Linked DNA regions of Mus musculus: regions 1, 2, 3, 5, 6 and 7 are each linked to region 4. A link is a contact called in public Hi-C and promoter capture Hi-C data. All regions are on one chromosome and are shown on one strand. The core of a region is the stretch at or near the end of the contact, and the rest is flanking DNA. Distances in the headings are between cores, read along the strand shown. Region 1 holds the start of Iars (isoleucine-tRNA synthetase). Region 2 holds the start of Fam120a (family with sequence similarity 120, member A). Region 3 holds the start of Ninj1 (ninjurin 1). Region 4 holds the start of Nup153 (nucleoporin 153). Region 5 holds the start of Nol8 (nucleolar protein 8). Region 6 holds the start of Bicd2 (BICD cargo adaptor 2). Region 7 holds the start of Ippk (inositol 1,3,4,5,6-pentakisphosphate 2-kinase).

Region 1 (3,614 bases), core at 622-3,121, 3.0 Mb after region 4:
AAAAAAAAAAAAAAAAAAAATTACTCTTGAATCCAAGTAGTATTTTGGCCACAGCCAACATCTTCCAGGATTCCTGGAACTGGCTCTGTAGACCAGGCTGGCCTCAAACTCGGAAGTCTGCCTGCCTCTGCCTCCTGAGTATTGGAAATTAAAGGTGTGCACCACCCAACCTTGACAGGTTTTTAGATTTGAGTTGGTTGGTTGGTTGGTTTTGTTTTTGTTGTTTTTTGGTTTTTTTTTTTTTTGTTTGTTTGTTTGTTTTTGAGACAGATTTCTCTGTGTAGCCCTGGCTGTCCTGGAACTCAATTTGTAGACCAGGCTGGCCTCGAACTCAGAAATCCACCTACCTCTGCCTCCCGGGTGCTGGGATTAAAGGCGTGCACTACCACGACCAGCGAAAGTTTTTTAATTACCTATTTTCTAGACGAACTGTTCCTTTACTTCCCAACAGTAGTTTATAGTGTTTCTCAATCCAATTTTTAAACAGCCTGGTCCAGTCTACACTACCTATGGGTACATAAGTTTCTTTCACTTTGTGCAGGGACCTTTGTTCTATTTCTGCACGCTGATCAGAGGATAAACATGAGGTGAACCAATTGGCAATTTAAAGAATGCAAAGCTTAAAAACTCCAAATATTTCTGGTTAATAAGGATACTCATAATTAAGAAAGCAAGAAGCACAGGCAAACACTGCATCTAATTTTCGACACCATAGGGCCTAGAACTGTTGAATAAAACACTCAACAGTTATCAAAATGTTCTAAAACTCGCCGAGATTTCTACTTCATTTAGGCCAAATCCGTTTTTTTGTTTTTGTTTTTCTGTCATTAATAAAATAGGCACTTATTTACCTAATTAACGCTGTCAATTTATCAAGGCCAAAACTTACTTTCACAGACTGGTGTCAACGTTCTCATTTGTTCTAGGCCGGATCCGAAGGGTACTAAGTAGATATGTAATGATACATAAGCAAAATTTTGAAATGAAAAGAACCATTGCAATGACATTCAATAAAGGGTTCAGATTATTGTCAGACCCTCTTCCCTTCTCTTGCCATTTACCACATGGTTAGTAGTCTCCAGGTTAATATGTACTGTTCCCAAAATAATTGTGGGAGTCACTTGTCAGAAGTTTCATATGTAGCATAAATTTTAGATGCCATCACAGCTGGGAATCTAACTCAGTTGGCAGTGTGTGGCTATGGTGCACAAATGGCCGGCTTATCCACCGCACCATATAAAAACAGGCGTGATGGAACATTTCTGTAACTCCCATTGTGGAGGCAGAAAGTTCTGCAGTTCAAGGTCATTCCTTAGCTGCTTAGGAGTTCCGGAGCCAGCAGGAGATACAAGAGACCCTGAGTCTAAACTAATTTTATATGGCGTCAAATGTCCAGATCTCAAATATACTCACATATATTTAATAATATTCACATATATTGACATATATTTAAGAATACTGGGGTTGGAGAGATGGCTCGGAGGTTAGGAGTACTGGCTGCTCTTCCAGAGGTCTCCAGTTCAACCCCAAGCTTTCACCATTCTGGCTTACAACGAATACATGCAGGCAGGAGACTGTGTACAAATAAACAAACCCTTTTAAAAAAGAGAGAGAGAGAGAGTACTGACATATGGACCCAGGACGAAAGGGTGTCTCTCGTTCATAGGCCAAGACTTAGAAGGCAAAAACTTTGCCACATTGAGTAGCCACTGACTTGCCGGGTTAGGGCTCTGGAGCGTCTTCTCCTTCCTTTGCAGGGACGCTCCCATCCTGCTCTGCAGTTATGCACGGACCAATCGCCACACGTGTTGTTTGTAGGTGTTGGATGGCACACGCTGATTGGGCGCCGCGGAGGGGTTGAGCCTGGCACTGTCAGTATTGCATCACCTCCAGACGCGGAACGTGGTCGCAGGCTGCAACCTGAGCGAGCTCTCCGGGTTCCCAGGTAAGCCGCACCCTCTTGTCCTTCTGGGCCGCAGAGTGAGGCCCGCCCGTGTAACAACCTCCAGACAGCACGAGGCGGTGAAAAAGGAGCACGCTGCTTCTCACTGTGAGTGAGCTGCGGGCACAAAGCTATTTCCAGAGAGCTTTCGTGGAGGGAGAGTAACATTGCAGAACTCAGAGCTGCCCGCAGATTCTGGCCTGACTCGTTGGGTGGAGGACTGAGATCCTTAGAAGTACCCCCTTCACTTAGTGGGACCTTGGTGGCTTATGAGCAGGGAGTTGTGAGAATGCAGCGTGACATAGTATCCGAGAGAAGATCGGAATCTGATTGAGGTCACTGCCAAGTTAGGTGTTTTAAAAGAACTAACCTAGGAGTCTTTCTGGAGTCTGGGCTTCTCCCAACTGTGCTGGGATTCGCGTGTACTTATCTCTCGGTACCAAGGTAGGTAGGTTATGCGCTGCACGCTTGTCCTGGGCTCACAGAATCTGCTAATGCAGTTTAAGCTCACTGTTGGCGGCCCTACAGAACAAACTATTGGGGTTTGGAGGTGTGAAGAGATAACTTATCCGGGTCTCCTATAGGCTTGGACTGAAGGTGGGCAGAGATTATACTCCAAGGTTTATATAAATCTATCCTGTCTGGACAGAAGATGAGGGGGTCGTTGTTGTCATTTTGGCTTGGGACGTGTGCGTGATGAATATGTGAGAGAATAACTTCGTTTTCAACCTCATGAATTTGTTCTCTTTTTTACTGTGTTAGAGAAATAAGCCGAAATCATTGAGAAACTCACAGAATGCAAACTAGTGTATCTGAGACTTGCTCTTTTGTTTCTCAGTGTATAGGTAGAAAGTATAGAGTTGGTCTTCTCTAACTACTAGTTCTGCATCTGGGCTTTCAACCAGCCAGTGCTCATGCTATGTGGTTAGGTCTGTAGTAGTGACATGTACTGTACGTGTACAAACGTAATGTCTTGGTCATTATTTCCTAAGCAATATAGTATAGCAATTGTGTATCTAGGATTTAAATGTATTAGGTAGGATAAGTAAAGATTAGTTAAAATACACCGGCAGATGCATGTAAATTATAGGCTAATACTATGTTTATAAGAGAATTAAGCATCCTTGTATTTGGGTGTTCCAACAGATCCTGAATCCAGTACCCCGTGGATGTGGAGGGGCGTTTCTGTTTGACTGGCTTGTGTTTTGTTGTTGTTGTTGTTGATGATGATGATGTCTTAGTCACTTGTTCCTCTGAAGAGACACCCAGAGTGACAATGAAATGCCATTTTTGTGGAACACAGTACACACATGGTACATGAAACATACATGCAGATAATACCTGTGCACATTAGAGAGATGAATAGTGGATCCCTTTAGCAGAGTTAAAAGAGACGTCAGGTGTAAAAAGTAAGATGATGATGTATGCCTCTCCCGTGGAGCCTAGCCTGGCTTCAAATTGTCCTCCTGCCTCAGCCTCCCAAGTGATGGTATGGTAGGTGTGTGTCAACATAAGCAGCAGCACCCATGGCATTGTGGGATACTTTGTCAAGATAAGTTGAGATCATCTTAAGCAAAGGTTGGTGGAAATAGTGTATAAATAGCTAAACGGTCAGGTAAGACTATGGTTCGTAGCTGGAGTGCATGCCTTGTGTGCATAAGGTTCTGGGTTC
Region 2 (3,849 bases), core at 464-2,963, 2.2 Mb after region 4:
GAACTGACAAGAGCCCATCTCATCAAATTCACAGTACCATGAAATCTAAAACCAAAACGTTACCATAGACAATTTCTCCAAACATCTCATTTTCAAAGGTAGAAGAGCAGGGCATCTGCCTTGAGAATTAAGAGATCAGCCCTGGTTTATAACAAGGTTCCTTCCTCTCCCACAGCTTTGGAGGCTCTGTTTTCAGCTTCCTGTGCCTAAGGTCCTGGCAATATACTCTCATTATTTATTCTCCAGACTTCCAAGATAAACCTGTTGCTGGGAAAGAGTGGGTTAATTTCGACAGATGGGTATATGCTTAAGGATAAGGCCAGTGGGTAGCCTGTCGGCCTCTCAGGGGAGGAGAAAGACTGAGGATGTGGGAGACGACACCACCGATCCCACTTTGGGTGAGGGTCTATCCACCAGCCTCAAGTGTCATATGAACAAGTCTATGGGCCCACAGAGGCCAGAGAGTAGGGAGGAATGTGGTGGGTAGACTTCAACCACACCAGGCCTAAAGGCCCGGGCATCCATCTTGCTCTAGGGCCCCTCTGCCTAGCTTGCATCAAGCCTGGGCATGGTGACACGCTATGTCCCGAGAGGGGCCCTGAGAGACACTGAAGCCTGCTGAGGCCTTCCACGGGCAGGGGCACCCAGGACTCACTCTGGGCTAGGCTGGGCTTCCCGGAACTAGTTCAGCGCTGACAGTGACCTAAGAGACCTCCCAAGTCCAACCCAAATCCAAGCCCAAAAAGACCCTAGGCCAAGCCCCAAACCCCTGGGCCAAGGAACCTCAGACTCAACTCTGATCGCTACCCAAGCAATCCCAGGCCCAGCCCGAAGCGCGAAGAGGCCTGTAGCCCAACTGTGACTCCTGTCCAAGTGACCCCAGACCCCAACCCTGACCCAAACCCGAAGGGAATCGGTCCAAAGGGCACCAGGCCCGATCCTGACTCAGGCCCAAAGAGACCCCAGCCCCAGCCCTGGGAGACCCCGGCGAACCGGCTGCAGCCGCACCTTGACGTGGAAGCGGATGAGCGCCAGGCGGATGCAGTGGGCCATACAGACCGGAGGCAGGAACCAGACCTTGGGCGGTGGCGTGCCCTTGTTCTGGACATGGCTGACGATCTGCTGCGCTGTCTGGCGCTCGTTGCCCTGCCGCTTGACCCACTCGTGCAGCCGGGCCTTCTCGAGCGCGCCATTGAAGAAGACGAAGAGCTCGATGTTGCCTCCGAAGCAGGCCTTGGCCAGAGCCGCCAGGTAGCCGAGCATGTGGTTCCACTGGCCGCCGCTCACCCAGTCGGTGTAGAAGCCACCGTACAGGCGATGCAGGCAGTTGTCGGCATCCACCAGCAGGCGCAGCGGGGTCTGCGGGGGCCGCTGCCGCCCGCCGCCCACCAGGCTGCCCCGGGCCAGCTTCTGCAGCTCCACCGGCACCACGGCGCTCGGACAGTGCTTCTCGATGTAGTCCTGGAAGCCCTGCACGCCCATGGCGGCGGCGGCGGGGCGCGCGCGCGCGGGCGGCGGCGGGGCCGGCGGCGGCGGGGCTGGGGGCGGCAGGGCCGTGGCGCGGCCGGCGGGCGCGGGCAGCCTCAGGGCTGGCTGGGGCTGGCCGGGGGCGCGCTCACGGCCGCCGCGGCCGCCATGTGCTGCCGCCTCCCAGGGCCATGTCTGGGGAGGGACCTGCGCCGCCGCCGCGCTCTGCGAGGCCGAGGCCGAAGCTGGGCCGGGCGGGGCGGCGCTGACGTCGGGCCCGCCCGCGCGGACGCGGGAGGCGGAAGAGGCGGCGCCGGGGCCGCGGCCGGGCTCCCGGGGCGGCGGCGGCGGGGCGGAGAAGGCGGAGCGCTACTCGGCTTGTCGGGCCCTTTAGGGGGCCGCAGCCGGGCGGGTTCGGGGAGGCGCCTGGGCCCGTGCAGGCCGCGCCCGGAGGCCGCGGCCTCCGAGGCTGGCTCCGCCCCGCTCGCGGCTGCGGGCCCGGTAGGCGTGGCCGGCAGCCAGCGCTCCTCCTCCGCCGCGTGTGTCGCGCGGCGGGGTTAGGGGGAGCCTGGAGCCCGGGAGCGCGAGCCGCGGAGGAGGACGGCGGCGACAAGATGGCGTCGCTCCCGGGACGGGACGGCGGCTTCACGGCCTGGTGTCGGGACCCGGCTGAGGAGACTCCCCGAGAGGGGCAAGCCTCCCCGGCGTGCGCCGCCCTCCGGAGACGAGCGGACGTGCGCTGCCTCCAGGGGCTCGGGCTGCGAGGGTCCGGCTAAACCCAGGCGCCGACGGTACGTATGCTGAGCCAGGACCAAACGTTCTGAAGGAGAAGCTGTCCGCTGGGGACCTGGGCACGTAGCTCAGTTGGCACAGTGCTTGTCTGGGATCTTCGATCGCCCAGGGTTCGATTCCCGCGTGTTGCTTAGGCCGTAATCCCAGCATTCTGAAGTGGAGAGTAGAGGATCAGAGAAGTTCAAGGTCATTCCATCCAATTGGAAGCCAGCCTGGGCTACATGAAACCCGCCTCCCGCTCCCCCTTCCCCCAAGAAAAAGGAGCGGTTTTTTTTGTTTGTTTTGTTTTGTTTTTTTGCTTACCTTCAATTTTTCATCTGTTCTTTTTCTAGACAAGCCGCTGCTGGAGCGGGGTGCACTGGACACAGGAGTGACCCATCCATCGCACAGAACACCAAGTTCATGCAGACTCAAAGCCCCCCATCAGAGTCTTCGAGAATAGGCAAACTGAATTCTATAGTTTCTTTTAATTTTTTTTTCTTTTAAAGACTATTTTTATTCTTTGACAGTTTCATGCGTGTATACAATGAACTGTGATCATAACACCCCATTCTTCCACCAATCTCAAACACAGGCTCCTGTGATGTAGACAGATGAAATGCGCTTAGGGCCTTGATGGATTTTCCTTAATTTTTTTAAACCCGATACGTTATGCCACTTATGTATAAAATTAGTGATGAGGCCACTAGTCCGCCTAGCTGAGTAGAAAACTTAATCCCAGAGTAAGTAATTCCATGTCATTTAGAAATTAAGATTACACTTAAAGCCTCACTAAATAATAACATCCCCCAAAATAATCAAGTTTTATGTAATTCACAGCTAGTATACAAGATTGCACATGAATCACTTGTATTTTCTTAACAAGATTACATTCCATATATATTTCATTCACTTGTTTAGGTTTGTGTTTATTTTTGTTGTGGTTTCTTGTTTGCTGGCCTGCTTGGGCTAGCCCTTTGCCATCCTGACTGCCTGGCCTGTTTTTTATTTCTTTTAAACATTACTGCTTTTATTTATTTATTTTAAAAAGGGAGAGGGGAGAAAGCTTTTGTGCTAGCACCCATGATTTTGGAATTAAGCATACATTTTATTTTAAGACCGTAGGATGGTGATCCTTCTAAAAGAAAGTATCACTCTCCTTAAGAGAGCCTTGGCTTTCTGTGGCCTCCCAGGTTGTTATACAGATGTTAGCAATGCCAGCTTTTGTAGTCACTTCTGTACTCTGTGATTGTATAGACTGTGCTTTGGAATTTTGAGAACTTTAAAATTCATTTTCATAATAAAAGCCCTCAAAATTTCATCATGCTTGCTTTCCCTGTTTAACTGTGTATGCCCTCCAAACTTATTAATGATTGGGAAATTGTTTGGCTAACAACGCTATAAAGAAAATTCAGGAGTTGAGTGATGTTTAAATTTTCTAAATATCTAAATCCTATTTGAAAAATACTAAATCTTAGAGTCTGCTTGGGAATACAATATGATTAGGGACTTTTTTTTCTCCATTTAGGGCTGTATTAGAGAAACTTTTCATGAAGTGATTACCACACTACTGAGGGGAAAAATAAATGAATAATACTGCATGACCATAGA
Region 3 (3,905 bases), core at 1,120-3,619, 2.5 Mb after region 4:
TACCAGGCACTTTAGGTGGATTCTGGAGACCAAAATCAGGCCCTCACACTTGAAGCAATCACTCTACCAACTGTGTTGCCTCTGCAGTCTTTTTTTCTTTTTTTTTCCAAGACAGGGGTCTTTCTGGTCTCTCTGGTCTCTCTGTGTAGTTCTGTGCTGGAATGGGCTCTGTAGACCAGACTGCCAGCCTCTGCCTCCCAAGTGCTGGGATTAAAGATGTGTGTGTGTGTGTGTGTGTGTGTGTGTGTGTGTGTGTGTGTATCTGAAGTTGTGTCAGGCAGGCACGATGGCTCATGCCTTTAATGCCAGCACTCAGGAGGCAGAGTCAGATAGTTCTCTGTGACTTTGAGGGGAGCCTAATCTAGATAGTGAGTTTCCAGGTCTGACAGTGCTACATAGTGAGACTGTGTCCAAAAAAACATCAACAAACAACAACAAAAAAACCCCAAAAACAATTGTTAAATAATTGCTATTTATTAAATAAATAAAAAAATTTCACACCAATGCATGCGTAAAAGAAGCTGTCAGATCCCTTGGAGCTGGAGTGCTTATGACCCCTCCAATGTGGTGCTGGAATCAAGTTCGGGACCTCTGCAAGAGCAACAAGGGTTAATAACTGCTGAGCCGTCTCTCCAGCCCTCCTCACCCCTTAGCCCTGTTCTTAAGAAGTATGGCACCAGGCTTCACAAAGTGCTGGCCTCTTATTTGTGTCTGACTGTCCATCTGCTCCACAGGACAGATTTCTACTGTCTAGCTCCAGCCTGTAATGCCTGCAACAGGACCTGGCATACAGACAGCCTTGGGTACCATTTCTTTCTTCTTTTTAAATAATTTTCTTTGTCATTTTATTTTATGTAGATGGGTGTTTTGCCTGCATGTATGTCTGGTACCCACAGAAGCCAGAAGAGGATGTAAGACGCCTTGGAAGAGGAGTGAGAGACGGTCAAGAGCTGCAAGCAGCCGGTACTCTTAACTACTAAGCCATCTCTTCTGCCCAGGTATCTTTTTTGTTTTTGGGACAGCGTTTCTCTATGTAGCTCTGGCTGTTCTGGAACTTGCTCTGTAGACCAGGCTGGCCTCGAACTCAGACATACACCTGTCTCTGCCTCCAAGTGCTGGGATTAAAGGCTTGTGCCACCACCTCTACCACCAGGCTGGCTCCATTTCTTATTTCTAATCCTCTTCCTTCTGGATGTGAGACAGGGGACAGAGGGTCCGCAGGTTCACTTGGCCTTTAGCAAACTCCAGCCTTATGCTAAGACACAAGCTGGCAAGAAGGGTCATAAAGAGAAGGTGAACCACTCCATCAAGGAACGGTAGTTCTGAGCCCCAGCTTGTAATCTCCCTAAGAGTCTCATCGTCCTTATTCCTTCTGAGACTCTAGGAGATACCAGGAGAGGAGTGTGGCACCCCTGAGGCCAGGCAAAGCATGGGGCCTGAGAGTGAGGCCAGGGTGGGAAGGAAGAAGGCACAGCAACTGGCTTTTACTCCTGCATCTAGTGTGTCTCCTCGGACGACAGCACCCCATCACACTCCATCTAGCTTCCTAGGCCAGGAAAAGACATGGTACTGGGGCACAAAGGTCCATTGGGCCACGAACTGCAGTAGCCAACCAACACGTCATACCCTTGGAGTATAGATGTCAGGGCTATGATGTCAGCTTCTTCTGGACACTAAAGCTGTTGTGCTTCCCTCTGGTCCCTGGTCTCTCTTGGAGGGTGGTGTGGGAGGCAGGAGAGTCCCGGAGAGCGGAATGCCAGCCTTCTCCACCAGTGCCAGCCACACGCAGGCTCTGCACAGTGGGGTGCTGGCTGCAAGCTAGACCCAGAGCAAGAGGCTCTCCCTCATATGTTCTATTCTCCAGGCAGAACAGCTGAGGGCTCTAAAGTGGAAACCTGGAGTAACCGTTGACACCCTTTTCCTGTGTTGAGTTACCCTGAAGGGACTTACAGCCTCAGGGCGTGTCCTCCCCAAGGAAAAAACCTCAGCACGGGGCAGCATGTGCCTCGCCCTTGGCCTCACTTTTAAACAGATCAAGTGCTTATGTTCAAAGTTCAGAGGGGGGCCCGTTTGATCAACAACTTTGAGACAGGGTCCCTGGGGACCCCCGATGTCATCGCGAGGACAGGCGCTGGGCTGCTTGCCCTAGCCATCGTGAAGGAGCCTGAGAATTGGGGACATCAAGGCCGCTGGAGAAGTGCTATCCTGCTCAGGCGCGATTCCAGCAGCTGGCGTCTAGGCCCCGGCCCGCCCCGGGTGGAGGCGGAGTCCGGGGGCGGCCGCGCGCGGGGGGCGTGTCGGGGGCGGGCCGGGGGCGGGCCGGGGGCGGGCGCACAGCCGTAGCCCGTGGCGGAGGCGCGGGTGCGCTCAGGCCGTGTGCTGGGCGGCCCGGGCGGCCGCACCATGGAGTCGGGCACTGAGGAGTATGAGCTCAACGGCGACCTGCGCCCGGGCTCCCCCGGTTCCCCCGACGCCTTGGTAAGCTCTCAGCACCTCCTGCCCCGGCTGCTGTGTGACCTTGGCCGGCGCCGCCCTCTCTGGGCCCGGCACGTCAGCGGGCACCTGTGGGCGTCTGGCCCGGTTTCGCGCGGCGTCCGCACTGCGGGGGGTGGTGGTGGCCGCTGCTTCCGGGCAAAGTCGTGCTTGACCTGTCTCTAGCGCAAGTGGTGGCCCACGGGTCTGGGGCCAGCACAGCAGGTAGGCAGAGGCGCCGGGCGGTCTAGCTTGCTGCCGTCGCCCCGCTGTGCAGAGCCCGCGTCTGGCTGGCACCACTCCTCGGGTGGAGAAGGCTGGCATTCCGCTCTCCGGGACTCTCCTGCCTCCCACACCATCCTCCAACTTCCAACGCCTCCGGGCTGTCTCCTGCGTGCCTTGGGGTGGGCGGGAGAAGAGTCACCGCCTCCTGGTTGGAAGCTAGCATCAGGCAGACAGCTACGTCACCACACGGTGACCACACGGTCGTCTGCAGCAGTGATAAGGGGGAAACCCGTGGCTGTGTCTCTGCTGCTGTCACCTGCCTATGAAAAACAGAACGCCACCCTCTCGATCGTCAGGGTGCTAGTTCTAGGACTGTAAGGACCTGCCTCGAGTTTGCTCTGCCTAGCCTGCTAAGGCCACAGCGATGGTCGGATGCCTGTGTCGAGGGACCATCTTTCCTGACCCCTCACCTCATAGTCTACCTCCGGGGCAGGGCCTGAGCATGCCAGGGCCGAGCCTTCACTTGTACCACCCCGCATGGCCCTCTGTCCCTCGGTGACATGTTGACTTTGGACATTCCTTCTATTTCCGACCCCCCCCCCCAGGGATGGGGTGGAGTGGGGTGGGGAATTGCACCAGGCTGGGATTTTCCACAAGTCTTTGCGGTGCAAAATAAACCAGAACAGAGACTTTCTGCCCAGGTCCATATAGTGGAAACAGGGAACACCAACGTCTCCTGGGACTACTTCAGGTGTGCCAGCTGAGACTTGGGCTCTGCCAAAATGTGTGAACACTCCGGAAGCAGTGGGCCAGGGACACCCCGGGCTGAGTTCCTTTAGGGAGCCCATCAACTGTCTGGGCCTTTTGTATGTGGGTCTACAATAAAGAACCAGTGATCTCTAGGCCTTTAAGGACAAGGGATGCAAATCAGGAACAGGTGGGCCCGTGGTTCAGCTGCGGATTTGAAGGGAAACTGGCTGTCTCTGAGCAGCAGCCTCCCCCTTCAGCTCTGCAGACAGCTGGATCAGCTGTGCCTCCCAAGAGAATTCTGAGCACAGACACAGGAGAGATTGGGTTGGATTGCTCAGGGGTCACTGTCTTGGCTCTGGGAACAAGGAGAGAGATATTCCACCCCCTCCCCCGCCATTTCTTTGAAGAGCCAACTAGGAGAATGAAATCAACTAAATTAGGTTCTCAAGGGTATGCAG
Region 4 (3,789 bases), core at 1,051-3,550:
AAGCTGAGCTGCATACTTTTATATAAGCCTAAACACTTTTTTCTTTGGTCAATTCTGCCAAAATTAAATCTGCTAACCAAAAAAGAGTTATCTTTAATTCCAGTTCAAATTAAGATGTACTTACATTTTAAATTAAATGACTGAGGCAAGAAGCTAACATGTCTTAGAACTACTGAGCTCTAAAACCATACAGCTTGAAATCTGTACCAGCTCTAAAACATGTTTGGTTTTAGTTGAATGCACTTCTCTCTCAAATTAGTTTGGTTTTTTTTTTTAACCTAAATACATTTTAAAATAAGCTGTGATCATAACTTTGGCTTCTTTCTAAATTCTATCATAATATCATACATAATATTGGCTTCTTTTTAAACTCTATCCAAGCCATCCATTTCTTTGCTCAAACTGTTTTCAAGCAATCAGAGGTGGTTCATTACTCTTAGTATAAGAGTATGTTTGCCTTAATGTCCATTGTACAGTATTAGGCAAAGTAAAACGGCCAGGCTTGTGACCTGATTTTAATCTTAAAGTCTGCTTCTGAAGACCCCGGGCTCCTCAGCATTCAGGGAAAATGGTAATATTGCAAGGCTTCCAAGCAATGACAAATAACTTCTTAGTACATAAAACACAGCTGTTTCTATTCAAAACTTTCCCTATCTTTATTTTAAAAATCTCAAAAGTGATATAATTTAACATTACCAACAAGTATTCAATTTTAGCACTAGCCAGAATAAACAAAAAGTCTACATTTAAGAGTATGCAACAAGTTATATATTAGCCCTTCTTCAGTAAGCTTAAAATATACACTTCCTACTTTTAAAAAGTGGCTTCGTTAAAGTGAGTTTTTAACGTTTTAATTCTCACAATTTTTAATAACTGAAAGTGTTCTCTGAACCAACTATCTCGTTTACAACAAGAATCGACATTTTTATAAACACCCAAAGAAGGCATACGGTGGCTTAAGTAACACCCCTGGTGAGCCCGAAATACCTTAAACTTCTAGAAAACGCCCAGTATTAAAAATATTTGGTGTATGAGATCAGAGCTGAAGAACTGGTCAACTGTAGAGAGTGGATGATTCTGGTCTTCAGTATATAGAGCGGGGTGGAGAGAAGAGAGGGAAGAACCACGCATCAGAGACCAGACGTAAGAGCGGCGAGGGACTTTCAAAACGCCTCAGTGCCACATAACTATAACTCAGTTAAGAGAGGAAAGGATGAGAAGCTAAACCAGTGTGTTCCGATCTGGAAAGGCCAAGCAGACAGACGAGGGGACCGGACTACCATTAATGATTTAACGCGTCTAAAACCGAAATTATTCCACGATATGGGTAACAGCGCCCCCTCCCCAAGTCTCTCCGGGCCGCGGTGGCAGATTAATCTCCCCGCGCACCCTGAACCCGGGAACACAAGAAAGAAAAAGCCTGCCAGCGGATGGGCCTGTTGCCACATCTTTCCCTTGTTCCCTTCGTGAGGTCGTGAGGAATACCATTTAACCCCCAAAAACCCGCCAAAAAAAAAAAAAAAAAAGAAGAAGCAGCAGCAGCAGCAGCAGCCCGAATATCCGAAGCCTGAGATTTCTTTTCCCGCCCTGTGCCCGCCAGGGAAAGCCCTTGGGCGGGAGGGCTGGGAGAGGCCGCTCGCATCCCACGTGTCTGCCGCCAGGCCCGGCCAGGCTCTACCCACTTCCCGTCGCCACCCGGGTCCAGCCTCAGGCCCTCTGGTCCCCTCCACGTGGGGCCGCCGGGTCCTCGCACCGCCCCCCAAAGAGACCGCCCGGAGCCGCCCAGTCGCCACGGCGTACCGGTCCCGTACCTGGTGTTGGGGTCGCCCCTGTTGGTAAGGCTTCACCGGCCCCTGGTGGCAACGACGAGTCCGGATCTTGCCGCCGCCGCCGCCCCCTCCTATGCCTCCGGCTTCCGAGGCCATGGCGGAGCCTGGGCGGCCTCCCACTACCGCTCCCGGGCGGGAGAGGCAGAGGCGGCGGCCTGAGGGCCTCCCCCGCCCGGCCCTAGGCGACACACAGACACAGCGAGAACCGCGAGGGAGCGAGCGGGAACTGAGAGTGCGCGCGGCGGCGAGGAAGGCGGTGGCGGCGGCTGAGGGCCCCGAGGTGGCTGAGGAGCGCCGGCCGCGTGCGGACCCCCGCGTCTGTGTTTGTCACCGTCTCTATGGAGATCTCCCGCCGAGGCCGGCGCGAGCAGCTCCGGGCGCCGCTGAGGCCTAGCTCGACCGCCCGCTGCTAGAGGCTCCTCTTCAGTCGCCCTGGCCGTCGCTGCCGCAGTCCAGGCCGCTGGCGCCGCCCGCCAACCCCTCCCCCTGTGCGCGCTGCGCCCGCCCCACCGCCGCCGCCGCCGTCGTCGTCCCTGCAGTCGTCGCCGCCGCCGCCGCTCTTGCGCCTATTACCGCTGTTGAGGCGGCCGCCCCGGTCGCGAGCCAGAACACCGTCACTCCTCCGCGACCGACGCTTTGCGTCATCACGCTGCGACAATGCGGGGGGGGATGGGTGAAGGAAGGAAGGGTTGGCCGAGCCCGCGCTCCCTGTCGTGGGAGCCTCTGGGAAATGTAGTTTTTCTGGCCAGAACGCGGATTCTCGGAAAGGCAGGCTATAGCGGAAGGACACCCACGGAGCACCGCAGAGGCACAAAGCCCGGGTCATTTGGCGGCGGTTGGCTGCTTGTTTAGATTCAGAAGGGCACTCGACACGAATACTGTAATCTCCCATTCATCAATTATAAGCCGAATGGAAGTAAACAGTAAAATCAAAGAACCATAATGCATCACAATCCGGGGGGGGGGGGGGGGAGACCGCGTTGAAATTAACCGTGGCCGCGATCCCCAGGCCAAAAACAAAGTAGGAAAGGCATTTGGCACTTGGGAGGCAGACACAGGGGAATGGCTAGTTACACATTACCCTCAGCTTCATAGTGAGATTCTGTCTCAACGAAAGCAAAAAATACAACTTCATTACTGTTTCATTAAACATATAAGGGCTTTGTTGTCAACACACACCGTGCTGGCATTCTGAGTTGCTTCACTACTTACAAACTTGACCTTGGATGACTCTACTATTTAAATCTACCTTATAAAGTTGTGGGGAGCTAGTGCGGTCGTCTGTGTAGAGAGCACCCAGTAGATTTCCTGGTATACAAGAAACGCAGTAAATGGTTGCAATTATGACCTATGCAATCAACACACATTAAGGGTGACTCATATATCCCTAGTAAACATATATTTGCTTCAGTTAATATTATAGTTAGGTGACTAAACAATGTATCCTCAAAGACCGGATACACCGTGTTAAAGATGCAGGCATTAGACAAAAGGTCTGTGTGATCATGTGGTCCAGCCTAGTCATTCAATGGACTATATGGAAACCAAGAAAATTTAAGGGGCACCATTAAGGGTATCGATTTAGAGCCTGGCTGGTGACAGACATCTTTGATCCCAGCACTCAGGAGTCAGATGTAGATGGATCTCTGTGACTTCAAGGCCAGCCTGGTCTACAAAGCGTTTTCCAAGACAGCTAGGGCTGCATAGAGAACTGACTTGGAAAAAAATAAAAGAGGGTGGATATCTAATTGGGCACTCAAAGCCAGGACTATAACCCAGGGTTTTTTTGTTTTTTGTTTTTATGAAATAAGTAACTATGATTAGGAAAAAGAATCGATTATGGAGAATCATAGACTTAATGTTCTATTAGAGAACAGCGTTCTAAAGTTTATAACTATAAAATCAAATAGATTGTTTGAATCTGTCACTTACTAGCTGTGTAGCCTTGGGGAGATTAGTG
Region 5 (3,745 bases), core at 293-2,792, 2.9 Mb after region 4:
GTGAAGAGCATGCACAGCTGGAGGCCACACACACATCTCCCTCTTTCTTTCAACAGTTAACAACGTTCTCTTTCTTTAGAATTTGTTTCCTGCACTAAGGTTCTCTGAACCTGTTCCAAATTACACCTAATAAAAAAGGTATTTTTTTTCCATGTTTAAGATACTAAGTTACTGCTAGTTCTAGCCTTCCTTCTCTCTTTGAATGGGCAATGCTTGGGCTTTGGATTTCTCTAGGACCTTAGGCAAGCTATTTAACTATTTAACACTCAGATCAACTACCTTTAAATAAGGCTTAACAATAGTAACTAATCAGAAGACTATCACAGTTTCCTATAGAAGGCATTAGCCATATATACCAATTTGACCATGCTAGGCTGCCCTGCCCTGGGGCTATATACCCCCAACCCTTATGTTTCTAACATAATGCAGAAAAAAAAAAAAAAAAAAAAAAAAAAAAAAAAAAGGTCAGGGCCCCTTAACTACATCGTTAGATGAGTCACAAAAACAAATCCATGAAACCAGAGTAAGGAGGGAATCCCAACTAGACAAGAGCAAGTATGGTGGCTCAGGTAATAACTCCAACACTGTGTGTGGGAGTTGGGGGCTGCGGAATAGAAGACTCTTGAGTTTGAAATCAAATTGAGCCAGTTCCTGACCTACAGAGTAACAATGTCTCCAAACCCAGAAAAACAAAACAAAACAAAACCAGCTATCTAGATGCTGTTCTCCCGAAGGCAAAGACTGCTTAAAGAAAAGCCAGATTTTCCCTTTGATTCTCATCAACTGGGCGAAAACAACCCTTAAGGAAACTATTTTCTGCTGATTATAATCAAGTCATAAGCCCCAAACGCAGCGTTCACACACTCATGAGGTCATCGTTCTCCCAGAACACTGATTCAAGTTCACATTTCAGGACGTCTCCCACCACGTTCTTGAGCATGGGTCTTGGGGGGGTGAGGGAGTCGGAGTCCAGAACTGTCATAAGGTTGAGAGGTCCGCGGGGTGCTACAGGGCATGGGCTGGGAGGGATGGACCCGAGCCACGTACCAGGCTCCGGACGCCTTCTCCCCAGCGTTTTGCAGCATTCTGCACTCTCGCTGCAGCGCTGCGACCTCCGCCTCCAGGGCGCGCAGTTCGCGGGTCTCGGAATCCATGGCTACCGACGTGGAACCCTGAAGGTGAAGTAGCCCGGAGAATGGCAGTCTGGGCGCCTCGGGCAGCCAGGAGACTTCAAGGAGCGCGCGCGCTCCTGGAACGGACCACTCTCGAGCTCACGGGGGGAGAGGCTGCCGGGAGTCGCGCGTCCACGCCCACGGCCTCGGACGACGTTCCCGAGCCTGACGGCCCGCGAAATGTCGCGTCGAGCGTCTAGACACCCCCGCCGCCTCTGCGAGTTGGTTCGTTCCAAATTGCACGTCACCCTCCAACGGCCGCCCATCCCGTCTAACGGCCACTGGGCCAGCCGAGCTCTTACGTCACCGAAGGGGGCGGATTCTCGGAAGCACGAGGAAAGGAGTCTCTTTATTTTGGTTCCGCTTCTTCACTTCCGCCTACTTGAACCGGAAATCAGGAACCACGCGGCGGAGTGTCTTTTCTGTAGGAATTACCGATTTTTATTTTTCTTTCTCACACTCTGTCAGTTTTACAACGTGGAGGAGAACTAACAGAACGTCAGTAAAAGCGAAGGCGGAGGAAATAAAGAGCCCTCTGGAACTGCGGGATAACGGAACCTTAGGAGATTGGGTTGGAAACTTTGTAGGAAGGAAAGGAAAATGCACTTGCCGGCACGTGTTATTAGACGTTAAGTGCTACGCCGGGCTTGAGCTGAGTCGGACAAGCGCCCTGAGGAAGAGTGTTTGCTCGTGAGAAGTGATGGGCTATTGGGCTTAGCCTCTCCTCTCCTTCCTTAGGGGCTTCTCGAAGAGAGAGGGCAGGGCTGGAAGGATGGGGCGGTGGCTACCAAGAAGGGGTACACTGTAGGTTTTTTTCCCAGAGTGCTGGCCTTTGCTTTGGGCTTCTGCCGCTATTTAGTGATCTCGCTTGGAAGGAGACAGCCAACTTTTGAGAAAGGTTTGAGTAAGAGCTGAACATCCGCCGAGAGCTAAACGAGATGGAGCGACCTCTGGAAAACGTTTCCAGCAATCTTGGTAGGACAGTGTTAACAATTCCGGGTTCCAAAATTAGACTTCATTATGATCCTTGCTGTCACCACTACTGTTTTCTAAGTGGCACTGGGAAAAGCCGTAACCGCTCCTACTCCCCTGACCGATGAGATCCACTCAGACTGCTTTGAACAATACAGGCACACAGTGGGGAAACATATTTTAGGTATAACTTAAGTTGCCGTCTTTGTGATTTAACAGCGCTTAGGGGACACTTGTATTTTGCCATACTATTGTAATTGCAGACTTTGTTATGACTGGAGCTCCAGGATGAAGCTATTTTTATCCGTTAGCTTACTATTTTTGCCAGTATATGTTAAGGTAAAAATGTAGAAATGAATGGGGGAGGGCAGTACTTCGAATAAAAAATCAATAAGGATAAGATATAATAGCTGTGGTTGTTTTAGAGAAAACATCTGGGAGAAGATGTGTGGATGTGCTGTACTTAGGTGCAGTTGCAAAGTGTGTTCATTGAGAATGTGGATGGAGGGCCTTTGTAAAATCTCCACTGATAAAATCTGAAAGCAATACATATGAAGAGACATAGCTTCATAAGATGAAGTTGGCACAGAAGTTTCAGGGGAAAGAGTTGTGTTAAATTTCTGGAAAACTATTAAATTGTTTTTCTGTCCAAAATTAACTTTTCCAGATAGATGCCCAACATCCATGCAAGGCAACAGAGAAATGAAGCGCCTCTTTGTGGGTGGACTTGGACAGGGCATTTCTGAGACAGACCTACAAAATCAGTTCGGCAGATTTGGAGAAGTTTCTGACGTGGAGATCATCACTCGGAAAGATGACCAAGGTAAATCTGTAACACGAGGGAGTTAAAAACAGACAAGGTCAATGATATTACAGGAGAAGCAACCCCAGAGCTGAATGTTAGCGCTAAACATCATATATGGCTTCCTGGATTATTTCATATGAAAATTAATTTTGAAACCAGAAAAAGTATAAAACATTTGAATTTCTAAAACATCTGTACTTTGAATTTTCGGAGTCAACATTCTAACATTATCTTATTAAGTAGAGTGTCACTAACAATCAGGATGTCTGAACTGATTACACACTAATATACTGTTAAGAGGTGTCTGAATTGATTACTTCAGGGTTTTTTGTTTTTTTTACTCATTTTGAAATATTTTGATCATGTTTATAAAAATGCAGACTTTAGTCAGGTGAGGTAAAAAGTATTTTCTTTCAAAGAATAAATATCTATGAATGCACTTTTTGAGCTTGGATAGCTTCTTAAGGCTAGATGTGGTGTTTGATATTTTTTGATCTAGACCTCGAGGGGTTGAGGCAGATGTATATTCAGGGCCAGCCTGGTCTACATAATGAGTTACAAGACAGCCAGTCCTATATAATAGAGAGACCCTGTCTCAAAAAAAGAAGTAAAGAGAGGGCTGTTGAGATGTATATTGTTTTCTGGATAAGGATTTAAATCAACTTAAAAAAAAATTTTTTTTTGGTAGGAAATTCACAGAAAGTCTTTGCGTATGTTAACATTCAAATAACAGAAGCGGACCTGAAGAAATGTAAGATCATCATGTATTTTTTTATTCTAATTGTTAGTATAATTG
Region 6 (3,363 bases), core at 518-3,017, 2.6 Mb after region 4:
TCCAGGCCCTAACCTTGCTGGTCAGCACTGTCCCTGCTGAAGGAAGCCCACAATAGTAGTGAGCTATCATTTGTATCTCAAATCACCTTTATCTTCAAGTTCAAAGTTCCCTGGTCAGGTTCTCACCAGAAACTCATGGCTCTCCCCCTCCCTACTCACACCTGCCTCACAGTCAGGTTCAGGTGGGTATGGAGAGGTTCCCAGGCAGCCTGGATAAGTGTAGGTTCTGTAGAGCTTGGGGACTTGTTGGAGGAAAGTTTGTTCCTTCTAAATCCACCTTCACTTAGTGTGAACAGCTTGCGTAGGCCTGATATATGGGCCTCAGTGTAGAGCCAGGACTGTTGTACAAAATTAGGCTGGTTGGCCAAAGAGAAGGAGGAATAACACATTTACTTATACAGCGCTCTCTCTCTCTCTCTTTTGAGACAGGGTCTCTCTATTTAGTCGTGGCTGGCCTGGAACTTGACATGTAGATTAGGCTGGCCGTGAAATTCTTCTACCTCTACCTCCCAAGTGCTGAGATTAAAGGTGTGTTCCACCACACCAAGTTGATTTACTATGCAATTCTTGTGTTGATCCTAGATTTTCTTTTCGCGCGCGCGCGTGTGTGTGTGTGTGTGTGTGTGTGTGTGAAGTGGGTTCATGTTCCTGTGTGTGTGTGTGTGTGTGTGAAGTGGGTTCATGTTCCTGTGTGGGCACACAGGCCCCACATGCACTGGGAATCAGAGGACAAGATCCAGTTGTCAGTCTTTGTCTTCCATCTTGTTTGAGATTGGTTATCTCTGCTTTTCTTGTCTCCCCCTCTCTCCCGCCCCTGTCTTTCATACTCCAGCCTAGCTTCAGGGGATTCTCCAATTTCCACCTCCCATCTTTCCTCAGGGACATTGGGATGATAGACTGTGCTTTAGGTGGGCTCTAGGGGCGCAAATATAGGTCCTTGCTCTTACTGAGCAAGAGCTTTATCCTCTTAGCCATCTCTCCAGCTGACCTCTATGTTTGATGGTGGTCCGCAGCTGTAGGGTGTGGTGTTGCGGGGGTGTGTGCAGTGAGAAAGGGAACAACACGCTTGTTATATCCAAATCACCATGCAAGGAGGGAAGTTTTATTTAGAATTATAGTGAAGAGTACAGCTACGTCTCGCCGAAAACGGGGGACGGACAACATTTAAATACACCTTTGACATTATGCTCACGGAGGTGCCTTCATTTCCATGAAAGAAAATCCTAACGGACAATGGACAAGAGGAAGTAGTATCCGGGCCTGGGCTCCCCTGAGCCCCTAGCGTCAGGCTGTTGGCATCCTTTTGGCAGTGCCCGCGGCCCGCCACAAGTCATTCAAATTCCGCATAAAGCGCGCGCCACACAGTCTCACCAGCCATGCTCTGACGTTTCAGGACGCGAATCTTACTCGTGATATCCACAGCTCGGATCACCTTACTCCACAAAGGCTGGGAGCGGAAGGCTTGAGGTTCTCCGGGTGGCTGCCGGGTCCCTGGGCTGGGGTCGGTGGCACCCCTACTTTTGTCACGTCAGACGCGCCCGCCAATCAACGATTGGAGCCAGGCGGGTACAGAGCACAACGGGCAAAGCAGTGAGCGTAAAATAGGACTACATCTCCCACAATGCTAAGGGAGACGTAGCTTTGCGTCACGTTAGGCGCCTGCCCCCTTGAGATTTAGACCAATCACAAGCGCGGACCAGGTGGGCGCAAGGGACTACGGGTTGTGTAGTCCATGCTCAGTGGGACTGCAGCCCCCAGTGTTCCGCGCGCGTCAGGGAGGAGCAGTGCGGCGGCGCGGGCGGCCGTCGGGGCTGGGCGGCGGCAGCGGCGGCTAAGAGGGCCCGGCTTGTGGGAGCCAAGGTGGGAGCCGGCCTCGGCGCGCGGCCACCATGTCCGCGCCGTCGGAGGAGGAGGAGTATGCGCGTCTGGTGATGGAGGCGCAGCCGGAGTGGCTGCGCGCCGAGGTGAAGCGGCTGTCCCACGAGCTGGCCGAGACCACGCGTGAGAAGATCCAGGCGGCCGAGTATGGACTGGCGGTGCTGGAGGAGAAGCACCAGCTCAAGCTGCAGTTCGAGGAGCTCGAGGTGGACTATGAGGCCATCCGCAGCGAGATGGAGCAGCTCAAAGAGGTGAGTGGTCGGCTGCGACCCCTGCCTCGGGCGCTAAGGTCACCCTGCCCAGTGGTGGGAGGTACCAGGGGTGGGGCAGGAGACCTAGAGTTGCGGTCCCGGGCAGTGACGGTGAAGGGACCCTGTTCGGCCCTGTGTCCGGTTGCTGGGGTCCAGACTCCCTGCAGCCCCACTCACCCGCTAGTTTTCTTTGCAGGCCTTGTTGGCCTTTTCGTTGAGGACTGATGTCCTGCTATGGTTATTGCTGCCTAGGGTGTGTCTGTGTGGTTGGTGGGGAGCAGATGATGCCCTTACAACTGAGGCTGTCCGTGCAAGTGACCCCAGGGAAAAGCTGGACCTGGGGTTGGTTGACCACAGTTTGTCACCTTCAAGCAAATCACTTCCCCCCCATTTTGGAGCAGCTGCTTTCTGTGCTATTCATCAGGTTTCGTGACCGCCTGAGGCTGGGAAGGGATGGATACAGGGCTGAGTGAGTCGCAGCCCCTGGTTGCCTATGGCCCTTGACAGGCCGGCTTTCCCGATATCCATCGCTCAACCAGCTGCTTTTTCCCCATCTCATTAATGGTGCTCCCACTACTGGGATGCATGGCTTCCATCGACCGCTTCCTGTCTTGCTCTGCCTCCTAGGGCCTGCCTGTCACCGTGGAGTCTGTGTTCTTCTGTTGGAAACATGGTACTTTGTGTCATCCCACTGTAGGAAGAGAGGTTAGACTCCCAGGCTGGCCAAGAGCTTGGGGAGGGGCAGTAGGAGGGACCTGGGTAAGCTTTCTGGGATGATTTAAGTATTAGTAACTCTCCCATCTTCTTGACTCCCCAGCCTTGTTCTGGAGACTGGGGGAAATGCTTTATGGGAGAAGGACACACTTGAGTTTGGACCAACCCCTTCTTATTGCTTGTGATGGGTGAGCCTTGGGTGAGCCATGGGTAAGCTCTCCTCAAACCTTAGCTTCCAGCTCTGCAAAGTAGGAATACAGCTTTGCCAATCCAGAAGTATTGCTTTTAGTATTCTATATTTGGAAAGGCCTGGCATGGGGCCACACAGGTAGCTTGTTGGATTATCTCAACAGTTTCCCTTCCCTGTGAGACTCAGTTCTGCTCTTGAGTATTAATCACAGGCTCATCTTTTGATACTTCTGCTCCCAGTCAGCTTTGGATAGATGCCTGAACTCTTGAGAGCCTCTCTGACTTTTAGGGGAATGAGTCCTTAAAGTCTGGGTAGAGCAGGGCTGGGTGA
Region 7 (3,417 bases), core at 593-3,092, 2.7 Mb after region 4:
GCTCAGAGAATACAGTAGAAGAGGGGGTGGGAGGAAAGCCTGAGAAAGAATGAAGTGCTGTGTACCCATCTTCGGAGCAAAACACAGACTTTGCCATCTTAATCAAAACAGCCGCCTCAGCTGCATGGGTTTCCAGGGGTTATCGAAGGTAGACTAGCTGAAGGAGAAACCCACTCAGCTTTTGAAGAGGAATGGATCTGTGCTAGGATGGGAGGGGTTTTTTGTTGTTGTTTTGTTTTTTTCAGTGCAGCTGGTTTGAGGTCTTCCACACTAATATAAATAACCCTTCACCCATGCTCCTCTAAGCATGACCTGTAAATTCATTTGGTTCACCAAGCTATACTTGGGTACATTCATTTCTGTGGTCTTGAAAGACCCCGAGAGGAGCCCCTCGCTCAAGTCTCGGGATAATAGCGGACCCCCAAGAACTCACAAAAGACCAAACTTGATGCAAACCACCTGAGGCTTTATTGGGGGGAAAGCCAGAGCTCTGGGGACGACTTGTATCCCACGCAGGGGTAGAGGAGTTGACCCCGAGGGGAAAGGGGTCCCAGTTTTTATAGGCCCTCACGGGGGGGGGGGGGGAGGAGAAGGGGGGAGTAGGGGATTTCCAGATCTAAACAATGTCTATTCTTAAGAAATGGGTATGGGAGGGGTACAAGGAAAGAGTCTGGTGCAGGTGGAGCAACTCTGGATTGGCCCGGCTGTGGTTACTGGGGAGATTTTTCGATTCTATCCCAGCAACCAATATCACAAACACCTCGCAGTGAGGTGCAGCAGTGGGCACACACCTGGGTTTAAGGAACGGTCAGAACATTGGCAGACACACGGGTTCAAGGCGCGGCCAGAGCATTGTGCACCTCTATTTTTCTAAATCAGTGAAGCTACTTTTACTAACAATGAAATCTATTTTGCCAATTTGAGGGCTTCTGTGACCTTTTACATTCTATTAGGATCTTTCAGTCTGTTGTTGGTGTCCTATTTAGAATGAACAGGTTTTTTTGTTTTTTTCCCAGTCTTCCTTGGAAAAATTAACACAAAAAAACCCATACTATCTGCCTGCATTAAGCTGGATTTTCTTCACATACACCAGTTACAGCAATATTCAGTGCTGTGGCCAAACAATTTAACACAAATATGAAAATTATGTTTGAGACAGGATCTCACTAAGTAACCCTGGCCGGTCTCGAACTCCTAGAAATCTCTTGCTTCCACATCCAGAATGCTGAGAGCATCACCATGTCCAGCCCCAAATCATTTTTAAGAGCACAAGGACCGCATATAATTCTTTAGGCAGCTCTACCAGGCAGGGCCAATCTTCCCCGCATTAAAGGATAAACTGAGGTCATTGCTTTCTGCTGGGATGGGGTGGGAGAGTCTATTGCCTCATCTGCATTTCTGGATGTCTTGGGGCAAAGGCTCCACGGTGAGGTTTCCTCGCCACGTTTCCCGGAGTAGTGTGAACACCACCTAATGGCTCTCTTGGCCGGAGCAAGGCCATTGAAGGTGCATCCCATTCTACAGATGTAAGCGGAGGCTCAGAGTCGCCCGGCGCCTTACTGCAGCCCCACGAAGATCCAGCCGTGGCCCTAGGACAGTGCGAGGGTGAGCGCCTCGGACTCGGGGCGCCAGGAAGCCGCCGGCCTCAAGGTCCGGGAGCAGATCCGGAAACCTCCCTTCCGGTTCCCAGGTCCGCGTTTCGGAAGTGAGTCACTCTGCCAGCACATAATATGGCTTCCACTCCACCTACCACCCTGGACGTCGAGGGTAAGGTGGGCGGGACCCGGAAGTTGACCGTTCTGGGAATGGCGGCCGCCGGGGGCGTGGCTTCCGGCGCTCCTTGCCTGCAAGTCGCCGCCGCTGAGAGCGCAGGCGGCAGCTGACAGGCGCTTTTCTTCAGACGGCTGCGGCGGGAGCCCTGCGAGGCGGGCGGCCTCCAGCTCTCGTCCCCACGTCCCGGCCCGCGAAGTTCCAGGGCGCCGGGGCATGGAAGAGGGGAAAATGGACGAGAATGAATGGAGTTACCATGGCGAAGGCAACAAGAGCCTTGTGGTGGCCCACGCGCAGGTGAGCGGCTGGCGGGCAGCCCGGCTCCGGGCCTCACCCGACGGCTCCCGAAGCTCTGTGCCTGGTACCGTCCAGGTACCCAGGTCGTGACTCTTCCTCCAGCTTCCGCCCGGGTGGTTCCCTGGCACCCCCACAGTACCCTCCTCTGCTCCATACTCATCCCCGGCACCCCTAGCTCCGTTGGCTCCCCTTTCCTCCTAGTGTCCCTTCTCGGTTCTCTCTGTCCCGTCAGTACTCTTTCCTCATGCGCTGTGCGTGCCGCGTGGCCTCACACCGTGCAGCCTCCCCCGGGATGCTCGTCTTACTGTCAGGCAACGGTGGGCCAGAGGCTGAGCCTGGACCAGGGCCTGGGCAGCACAGGGGAAAGTTCCCAGAGTGCTGTCAGCCCACCGAGTGGAGTTCAGCCTCGAGAAACCACAGAGCTGGTGTTCTGCCTTGCTGCTGCGCTGTCAGGAACGGGGCGCTGCCACAGGTTCGCGTCCCGATCATATACTTTAAATGGTTTCTCCTTCGTTCAACTTGAAAGGCGGTTTCAGAAGATGTAGTCCTTTCCAAGGAGGCGAATTTAAAGGAAGAGAAGCATATGGATGGATCTGTGTGCAGCCCCAGATTTCTCTGACATTTTGCTGCCTGATTACAAGCTAGCAGGAATGTGGTGGGCTGGGGGAGTAGAAGGCGGGGAGGTGTCATGTGAGAAGGTTAATAACTCAGGGAGCTGGGGTGATTCACACCTCCACCACTGAGAAGCAGTAGGCTGCATTAGGAAAGTGAAGAGAGGAATAGGATGTACTTTTGTCTCTCTGAAGTTCAGATTGTATGGAGCTGTACTGAGTGTTGAGCAGCCTAGAGCTTGGGTCTTGTGTCTAGTTGGCACCTCTGACCTCCTGGTGTATTTGTTCAGAATGTAGACTGAAGAGGAGAAGGCCCCTCTTGGAAGTGTTTTAAGGCCTTTTGTGACCAAGGAGTGCTAATGTAAGTGGGGTGGAGAAACTCTGCTCCCTTCGGTCCTGGGCATGTCTGTAGTCCCCCTTCTCCTTTGAGAGCAGGTGAGCTTTGTTTCTCTGCTCAGCTTCCCAGGCCTGTCTCATCCAGTCCTGGAGAGAGGGAGGCTTTTACCTAGCCTCCCCAGGCATGCTCACTCTTTCTGATCGAGCATCAGTCACTGAGTTGAAAAGCTCTTCTAAAGTCCCCTGTCAGCCCTTCCTCCTCTGTAGCATGCATACACAGCTATCCTTAGGCCCATCCTGCAGGAGCTGGGCTGGGGTGGGGGAACTGGACATCCGTGCTGTCACTGCCACGTGCAGACGGATTGAGAGAGAAAATGAGCCTTCTGGGGACCTGGGGTCTTGG

The links. Promoter capture Hi-C pulls out the DNA fragments that hold promoters and counts their contacts. Hi-C and Micro-C count contacts between places; a contact is called where the count stands out from the background.
Region 1: a contact with region 4 is called in a promoter capture Hi-C map of pre-B cells, with 4 times the contacts expected there. The contact joins the promoter of Iars here to the promoter of Nup153 in region 4. A contact is called at or near these places in 1 of 39 promoter capture datasets (pre-B cells), 1 of 484 Hi-C or Micro-C datasets (B cells) and 1 of 9 other capture datasets (adipose tissue).
Region 2: a contact with region 4 is called in a Hi-C map of B cells, with 6 read pairs. The contact joins the promoter of Fam120a here to the promoter of Nup153 in region 4. A contact is called at or near these places in 2 of 39 promoter capture datasets (cranial neural crest and liver), 1 of 484 Hi-C or Micro-C datasets (B cells) and 1 of 9 other capture datasets (adipose tissue).
Region 3: a promoter capture Hi-C map of pre-B cells shows a contact between it and region 4, with 7 times the contacts expected there. The contact joins the promoter of Ninj1 here to the promoter of Nup153 in region 4. A contact is called at or near these places in 2 of 39 promoter capture datasets (hippocampal neurons and pre-B cells), 1 of 115 datasets of contacts at active chromatin or transcription factors (bone marrow-derived dendritic cells) and 1 of 9 other capture datasets (pancreatic islet).
Region 5: a contact with region 4 is called in a promoter capture Hi-C map of pre-B cells, with 5 times the contacts expected there. The contact joins the promoter of Nol8 here to the promoter of Nup153 in region 4. A contact is called at or near these places in 2 of 39 promoter capture datasets (cranial neural crest and pre-B cells), 2 of 115 datasets of contacts at active chromatin or transcription factors (epiblast stem cells and pro-B cells) and 1 of 9 other capture datasets (liver).
Region 6: a contact with region 4 is called in a promoter capture Hi-C map of pre-B cells, with 2.6 times the contacts expected there. The contact joins the promoter of Bicd2 here to the promoter of Nup153 in region 4. A contact is called at or near these places in 1 of 39 promoter capture datasets (pre-B cells) and 1 of 115 datasets of contacts at active chromatin or transcription factors (large pre-B cells).
Region 7: a contact with region 4 is called in a Hi-C map of B cells, with 6 read pairs. The contact joins the promoter of Ippk here to the promoter of Nup153 in region 4.

Annotation. Positions count from the first base shown.
Region 1 is chr13:49,680,259-49,683,872 of GRCm38.p6, forward strand. It overlaps Iars (isoleucine-tRNA synthetase), which reads left to right and starts at 1,872. Exons shown (of 34, transcript NM_172015.3): 1 at 1,872-1,945.
Region 2 is chr13:48,966,347-48,970,195 of GRCm38.p6, forward strand. It overlaps Fam120a (family with sequence similarity 120, member A), which reads right to left and starts at 1,714. Exons shown (of 18, transcript NM_001033268.3): 1 at 1,009-1,714. The coding sequence starts at 1,482. Fam120aos (family with sequence similarity 120A, opposite strand) reads left to right here and starts at 1,766. Exons shown (of 2, transcript NR_015601.1): 1 at 1,766-2,258; 2 at 2,592-3,559.
Region 3 is chr13:49,185,160-49,189,064 of GRCm38.p6, forward strand. It overlaps Ninj1 (ninjurin 1), which reads left to right and starts at 2,370. Exons shown (of 4, transcript NM_013610.3): 1 at 2,370-2,478. The coding sequence starts at 2,404.
Region 4 is chr13:46,725,549-46,729,337 of GRCm38.p6, forward strand. Nup153 (nucleoporin 153) reads right to left here and starts at 2,301. Exons shown (of 22, transcript NM_175749.2): 1 at 1,812-2,301. The coding sequence starts at 1,925. The region is part of intron 1 of Gm46412 (a long non-coding RNA gene); the gene reads left to right.
Region 5 is chr13:49,651,536-49,655,280 of GRCm38.p6, forward strand. Nol8 (nucleolar protein 8) reads left to right here and starts at 1,543. Exons shown (of 17, transcript NM_001271397.1): 1 at 1,543-2,147; 2 at 2,812-2,967; 3 at 3,638-3,700. The coding sequence starts at 2,111. It overlaps Cenpp (centromere protein P), which reads right to left and starts at 1,196. Exons shown (of 8, transcript NM_025495.3): 1 at 1,048-1,196. The coding sequence starts at 1,154.
Region 6 is chr13:49,339,782-49,343,144 of GRCm38.p6, forward strand. It overlaps Bicd2 (BICD cargo adaptor 2), which reads left to right and starts at 1,768. Exons shown (of 7, transcript NM_001039179.2): 1 at 1,768-2,129. The coding sequence starts at 1,890.
Region 7 is chr13:49,419,400-49,422,816 of GRCm38.p6, forward strand. It overlaps Ippk (inositol 1,3,4,5,6-pentakisphosphate 2-kinase), which reads left to right and starts at 1,843. Exons shown (of 13, transcript NM_199056.4): 1 at 1,843-2,067. The coding sequence starts at 1,987.